2 separate regions of the Rattus norvegicus genome follow, and region 1 is linked to region 2. A link is a contact called in public HiChIP or PLAC-seq data. All regions are on one chromosome and are shown on one strand. The core of a region is the stretch at or near the end of the contact, and the rest is flanking DNA. Distances in the headings are between cores, read along the strand shown.

Region 1 (3,557 bases), core at 1,052-3,551, 140 kb before region 2:
TAAAAACTATTTTAGGGGTTGGGGATTTAGCTCAGTGGTAGAGAGCTTGCCTACCAAGCCCAAGGCCCTGGGTTCGGTCCCCAGCTCCGAAAAAAAGAAAAAAGAAAAAAAACCTATTTTAGAAGTATTTATCTTATTTTTATTTGGTTTTTTGAGACAAGGTTTCTTTGTGCAGCCCTGGCTGTCCTGGAACTCACTCTGTAGACCAAGCTGGTCTCAAAACCACACTACCTCTGCCTTTAGAGTACTGGGACTGAAGGCCTGTGACACCATTGCCTGGTCAGTATTTAGTTTATTTAAAATTTATTTTGTTTTGGGCTGGAGAGATGGCTCAGTGGTTAAGAGCACTGGCTGCTCTTCCAGAGGTCCTGAGTTCAATCTCCAGCAACCACATGGTGGCTCACAACCATCTGTAATGGAATCTGATGCCCTCTTCTGACAGGCAGGTGTGCATGCAGATAGAGCATTCAGAAACATCAAATAAATAAAAATCTTTAAATCTTTAAAAATGTATTTTATGTGAGTGCTTTGCCTACATGTATGTATTGTGCCATGTGCGTGCCTGATGCCTCTCTAGGTGGGAGGAAGGTATTGGGTCCCTTGGAGCTGGAGCTCTGGAAGGGTATGAGCCACCACTTGGGTGCTGGAAACTGAACTCAAGTGCTCTTAGCCTTGGAGCCAACTCTAGACCCTCAAGAGTATCTTCTTGAGGGTGATATATGAAGAATAACTTTGAATGTTTTTATTTGGAGATAAAGGGGTTGTGTTTGGATTATTTACTGGACTCCATAAAAATAGACTAAACGGCAATACTTGAGTGCTGCTCGGTACTGGCATCTCATATCCTAACTCCTTTAGTCCTCACGACGATCCAGATTTGTTAGGGAAGTATTGTTAGGGGTAGGTGCTTGGCCATCTATCCCCCTTTTGCAGATGAAGAAGGAGATACGGGTTTTTTTTTTTTATTTGTTTGTTTTGTTTTGTTTTTGGTTCTTTTTTTCGGAGCTGGGGACCGAACCCAGGGCCTTGCTAGGTAAGTGCTCTACCACTGAGCTAAATCCCTAGCCCCGAGATACGGGGGTTTAAGTGCCTGGCCCATAAAGCTAAAACCCGTGCAGTTTGACTTCAGCACAAACTGGCTGTCGGCAGTCACAGGATGTGAGCACACACAGATTCACATCACTGAGTGGAGTTGATGGGAGCATTTTCTGGTTTCATTCCCACCAAGGCTGCTTCTTTACCCAGGAGGAAGAGAAAGGCTGTGTCCTTTGTCACTCCACTCAAAGGGCACTATGTCCAAACGCTTATGCAATAACGTTATCGACCGGCCATCCACTACTCCCCCTCTGGAGTGAAAAGTATGAAACCTCGGGACTGGAGAGATGGCTCAGAGACTAAGAGCACTGGCTCTTCTTCCAGAGGACCTGGGTTCAATTCCCAGCACCCACATGGCAGCTCACAACAGTAACTCCAATTCCTGAATACAACACCCTCACACAGACATACATGCAGCAAAACCGCCAATGCACATAAAACAAAAATAAATACATTTTAGAGTATGGAGACTCTATTTATTCATATTCCAGACTCGCCCCCACTGTGCCATGTGCCAGCCCTGATCAGGCACATTTGTGTTCTAAAGGTATAGAGAACACCAGCGTCTGTGCCTGTGGTTTTGTCACGAACAGGAATGCACCAGCCTCAAGTCACTGTCTCCACCTGAATTTCTGGCGTGTTCACACTGCAGAGAAAGGAGTGCAGAACGGAACATGAGTACTAGTAAACGCATTTAACACATGCATGAGGATTTGCCCGCTATTGCTATGCCTGACTTGGATCCTTCCTAGCTGGGCTACATAGTTCATTTGGCTCCTCTTGTTGTTCCAGAGTATGACGCACTAACAACAAAACGATGGCATCATCGTGAGATCATCGGGAAATCGGCGGGGAAGGGTAATCTTTAGAGGTGCAGAGCCTCTTCCTCCCACCTCTACAAGCTCCCGTTTTTCTGTTCACCTGAGTATCTTCCTGGGTTCCTAGTCTCGAAACTCCGTGCTCGGGAATCCAATCTCTGGTCCCTAAAACACTGTCTAGAAACCCTGGCCTCAGTTTCTTTTCTTTTCTTTTTAAGTTTCGTCCAATGAAGAAACTAAGGGAAAGACTGAGAGGCGGGCTGGTGACGTAATGCAGAATGATTGGCATTGAAGTCCTGGATGTCCTGGATTAGCCACGAGTTTCGCCAATCCAGAGGCAGGGGTGGGACGGTGCAGGCGCAGAGAATTGGTTTGGCTGGCTTGGATTTAAAGCGATAGACGCTGTTGGATTCCTACAAGACGGTCCTCAGTACCCTCCCCACAAGTCTTGGGACCATTCGGGTCCCCAGATCTGGGGAGATGGCTTGCGGCGGATTTGCCTGTTCCAAGAATGCGCTGTGCGCTCTCAACGTGGTTTATATGGTGAGGTTTTGGAAATGGGGAAAGCTCCGGGGCGGAAAGAATGGGGGAGTTTCTAGGGGACTTCCGGAGTGGAGATGGGTGTACTGGGGGTTCTGGGAAGCTTCCCAGAAACTTCCGGCGAAGAGGGAATTCCTGGTTACTTCCGTGAAGAGGAGAGACTTCCGGTGATGGGGGCTTGTTTGGTGGTGGGCAGAGGTGAATTGAAGACTGCGGGCCTATAGTTCCAGTCTTCACTTCTGCTCCAGTTTCTTCTCAAAATAGAGATGCTGGACAACGCCAAGGTTTCCATTTGTATCTTGAGTACCTTGCCCTACTCTCTCCCAGCTACTCCCAGTTACTTGGGAAGCGCGCCTAGAGATGAATAGTACCGACTGCACACCTCAAGCGCTTACCTTGTTAAGTCCACGTCCCCTTGTAATAGCCTTGGGCTGTGATGCATGGTAGAATTCTTTGGTGATGACAGGGTCTCACTGTGTAGTGAGCTAGCACAGACTAGCCTGGAACTTGGCAATGCCTCGGTTTCAGGTCTGAGACACCATATCAGGCTGGATAAAGTGTATTCTTTCTATTTCTTGCAGCTTGTGGGCTTATTGCTCATTGGCGTAGCTGCCTGGGGCAAGGGCCTCGGTGTGGTGTCCAGCATTCACATCATTGGAGGAGTCATTGCTGTGGGAGTCTTCCTTCTCCTCATTGCAGTGGCTGGACTGGTGGGTGCCGTGAACCACCATCAAGTGCTGCTTTTCTTTGTATCCTGACCTAAGTGATTGGGATTGGGGGCTGAGCAGGCTTTTCCTGGGCAGGGGACCTCAGACATGTCTCTTCGTTCTTATTCTGTAATCCCCAGAAGTTGATGATCCCTCCCACCCCCAACTTGATAAAGGTGCAGTTTTGGGAACAGAGAAGGGCCTTGAACTCTGCCCCCTTGCCTGCCACATTGCAGTTAGAATTACAGTGGTGAGATTTTAAAGACAAAAACCGGGATCATGCTGTGTGGTAGTCCTAGCTTGGAACTCACGCTAGGCTGGCCTCCATACAGGTTTGCTTGCCTGTCTCTCCCTGAATGAGGTATTTTAAATGGAAACCAGATTCTTTTGCCATAAC
Region 2 (3,534 bases), core at 310-2,809:
CCACTCTCTTGAAAGCGCTTTGAGTGTGGGCGGAGCATGAACTGTGATCCCGCGAAGGCAGAGGGAGCAATCGCCACCCAATCCCCCAGCCGAATGGGAATGCAGGTCAACAGTATTTTTGAGGATCCTACAGCAGTGTGTAAGGACAAAGGGAGGCCCCTAGGGAGGCGGTTTGGAGGGAGGCCAACATCAGGTCTCAGTGCTGGAAAGTTAGGAGAAAAAGAACCAAGCATGAGAGGGAGGTAGGGGGCTGTTTAGAAGAAAGAATTGAGTGATTGAGTGGTTTGGGGAGGGAGAGAGGGCTCCAAGTGATGTTGACTGTTGGAGGGAGGTGAGGAGGCCAGGTACTCTTTGTTTGTCTGGACTCTGGGCTCAAACAGGAATGCCCAGGGGCCTGGAAGCCAGGGAAGAGAATCTGCATAGAAGATGTCATAAGTTGAGCACGTGCTCAAGTTGAAGACAGGTCTTCAGGGGGCGGGGGTGGGGCGAACAGAGGAGAGAGACCGAGGTTGGAGGTTCCCTGGATGGGAAGAGTCCTGAGTCTTTGCAGGTAGGCCAGGAGGCCACCAGAGCTGCTTTGGGCAGGGCTATTTCTTCTCTTTGAACCAGAGTGACCTCGTCTGGAGAACGAGGCTTCGGTGGAGTTCACGATTCACCACGTTGCAGGTTTCCTTCCATCAGCTACAGCCAGGCTGGAAACGAGTGTCCTTTCCCTCCACATTGTCCTACCATCCAGAGCCTCTACTTAAAAAAAAGTCAACATTTAAAGCAAGTTTTTATAGGTGCAGGTGTTTGCTTGCGCGTATGTCTGTGTACCGTGCGCCCACGGAGGCCAGAGAGATGTCCGGTTCCTTGGACAGTTGTGAGCTGCCCTGTGGGCGCTGGGAACTGAACAGAGTCCTGAGGAAGAGTAGTCAGTACTCAGCAGATAGTCATCCCTCCAGCCGACAGCCTCCCCTTCAGCGACAAGACAGCTGCGGGAATTCAGCTGCTCTGTCGAACTGCAACTGTAACTTTGGACTTTTGTTGCTTCTTCTTCCTTCTGGAAGAGATACAAAGAAGTACTGTTTTTGTGTGGTGAAGACTGAACTGGAAATGCCGGCTGTAGAGGAAGGAAACGATAGATAAACTCGTTTCCTAAGGGCCTCCTTGTACAGATGACTGTTACCTTGCTTGACTCTTCCTCTCTTCAGGAGAGCAGGTATCATCAGGGGTCCTCTCAGCGGACAGAAGGGTTGTCAAGAGTTTCACTACTCTGTTGAAGAACCTGGAGCCTTCACATTCGGAAGTTTTACATAGTAGCCGTTTGGTGTCAGCAGGGCAATTCTGGCTTCACTGGGGTGGGAGGCTCTGGGTCATAATTACTTGTCTTTGTTTCTACTCCTGGCCTGGGGCCAGGTGGAGAAATGGGGCTTGGCTTTCTGGGGTCAGTCAACGCCCAGAGAACCCTTGGCTTTACTACATCTTTCTCCTCTCCTTTTTAGCCACACATTTTGCTGAGTGTGACTCCTGAGCCCAAGAAGAGCTTTCACAGATCCTCCTGTACCCATGGTATGAGCCAAATGTCGGCTCTAGCTGCAATCCCAACGGTTCAGTCAGTCTCCTAGGTTGCAATGGGGTGGATCCTGACTCAGCTGAGCTGCATCACCAGACAGAAGGCCCTGAGGCTCAACAAACAGCATGGAGGACCTGGAACCACCTGGTTCCACTCTGTGGATGTGTTTAGGGACCCCAATTTTCTGTTTGAATAAATTTCTTTAAAAAAAATAAAGTTTTTAGGTGAAAAAAAGCTTATATCGGAGTGAAGGATGCAGCTCGGAGGTAGAGTTCTATCCTGGTGGGTTTGAGGTCCTGGATTTGGTCTTCAGTCCCACCCCCACCCCCACCCCCGCAGGAAAAATTCACGCCTTTAACAGTTGGGTGATATAAAGCAAACAGCTAAGGTTATCTTAGCAAACATCTGCAGTGTTATCATATGTGCTGACAGACTTGTGAGAGAAATAGCAGCAAGAATTAGTAGAAAGTTTATGTACATTAAGTCTTTCTTCCTTTTTAACTGAACTCAGGGCCTTATTCATGTGTAGTATGAACTTCCAGCTCCAGGTTCTTTTTTATCTTCTCCTCCTTCTTTCTTTTGAAAACTGTCTTTTTAAATAAAGATTTTATTTAAGATTTTATTCATTTTATGTGTATGAATACACTGTTTTTGTCTTCAGACCTATCAGAAGAGGGCATCGGATGCATTACAGAAGGTTGTCAGCCACCTTTTGGTTGCTAGAACTTGACCTCATGACCTCTGGAAGTGCACTTAACCACTGAACTATCTCTCCAGCCCCCTCTTCCGTTTCCTTTCTTTTCCTTTTCTTTCTTTTCCTCCTTTTTCCTTTCTTTCTTTCTTTCTTTTTTTTAGATAGGGTTTCTCTGTGTAACCCTGGCTGGAACTTGCTCTGTAGTCCAGGCTGTGTCGAATTTTCCGAGATCTACCCCCTCTGGAGTGCTAGGATTAAAGGCGAGCCTCACCACTGCCCCCTGGTTCATCTCCTTGTGAAATGGGAGCACACTGCACTGCTGGCCAGACTGGCTCTCAGGGCCATCATCCACCTGACTCAGCCTTCCAAATAGCGGAGACTAGTCACCCACCATAGTGTCTGGCTTATACAGACATTTCATTTACAGGATGTTATTCTGTGTTAGTTAAGACATATAAACGGGGCTGGGGATTTAGCTCAGTGGTAGAGCGCTTACCTAGGAAGCGCAAGGCCCTGGGTTCGGTCCCCAGCTCCGAAAAAAAGAACCAAAAAAAAAAAAAAAAAAAGACATATAAACGACTCAAGGAGGAAAACACGGGGCTGGAGAGATGGCTCAGCAATAAAGACTGCTTGCTGCTCTCCCCGAGGCTCAGAAGCCAGAGAGCTTGGCTTGCAGCCACCTGTACTCCAGCTCCAGGAGATCTGATTCCTGCTTCTGGCTTATGTGTGAAGCTATCCACACGTGCACAATCATACACATGCATACACATAAATGAAAAATAAATCTTAAAAGGGAAGGAAAACACCTTGAAAAGCCACATTGTCAATCCAGATAATCGTCCCTCTGACAGGCCCCACTTACACCTCCCCGAGATGCCTGGCTCCTGAATCTGGTGTTTATCTTTCTAACACAGTGTTTTCGATATCGTTACTGTGTGAGTTTTCTTGAAACTTGCATCTTTCCCCGTATATTATGTTTCCCAGGTCTCCATGTTGGTAGATTTTCAGAGTCAGTTGATTCGGAGTGGAGTAAACTAGATTATTTGAATAGATTACAATTAAGTAGCCATTTCCGGTTAGTGCACATTAAAGTTGGGCCAGTTTTCCCCTGTTGCAAAGACTGGGAACATTCCTCAAACATCTCTTTATGTACACAATGATCTCTTAGGATCTCCCAACTGGAGCAGAGTTGCTGGTCCATAGAATATGGATATCTTCCATGGTTCTAGATTATTCTTCAAAGTGGTTATGCACATTGGTACCCTTACCCACTGTCACGGTTTGA

The links. HiChIP or PLAC-seq counts read pairs in DNA pulled down with a chosen protein or histone mark.
Region 1: a contact with region 2 is called in an H3K27ac HiChIP or PLAC-seq map of oligodendrocytes, with 2.6 times the contacts expected there. The contact joins the promoter of Tspan31 here to the enhancer-like site in region 2. A contact is called at or near these places in 4 of 12 Hi-C or Micro-C datasets (frontal cortex, liver, mammary epithelial cells and 1 more) and 1 of 1 datasets of contacts at active chromatin or transcription factors (oligodendrocytes).

What each region holds. Positions count from the first base shown.
Region 1 is chr7:64,776,501-64,780,057 of GRCr8, reverse strand. It overlaps Tspan31 (tetraspanin 31), which reads left to right and starts at 2,301. Exons shown (of 6, transcript NM_001008378.1): 1 at 2,301-2,456; 2 at 3,035-3,202. The coding sequence starts at 2,394.
Region 2 is chr7:64,637,951-64,641,484 of GRCr8, reverse strand. LOC120093628 (a long non-coding RNA gene) reads left to right here. Exons shown (of 2, transcript XR_005487032.2): 2 at 1,485-1,789. Among named protein-coding and RNA genes, the nearest start is that of Atp23, 25 kb to the right of the region's middle. Within about 2 kb of position 1,559, at least 14 of the 93 cell types and tissues checked have an H3K27ac peak or open chromatin away from gene starts, as enhancers often do.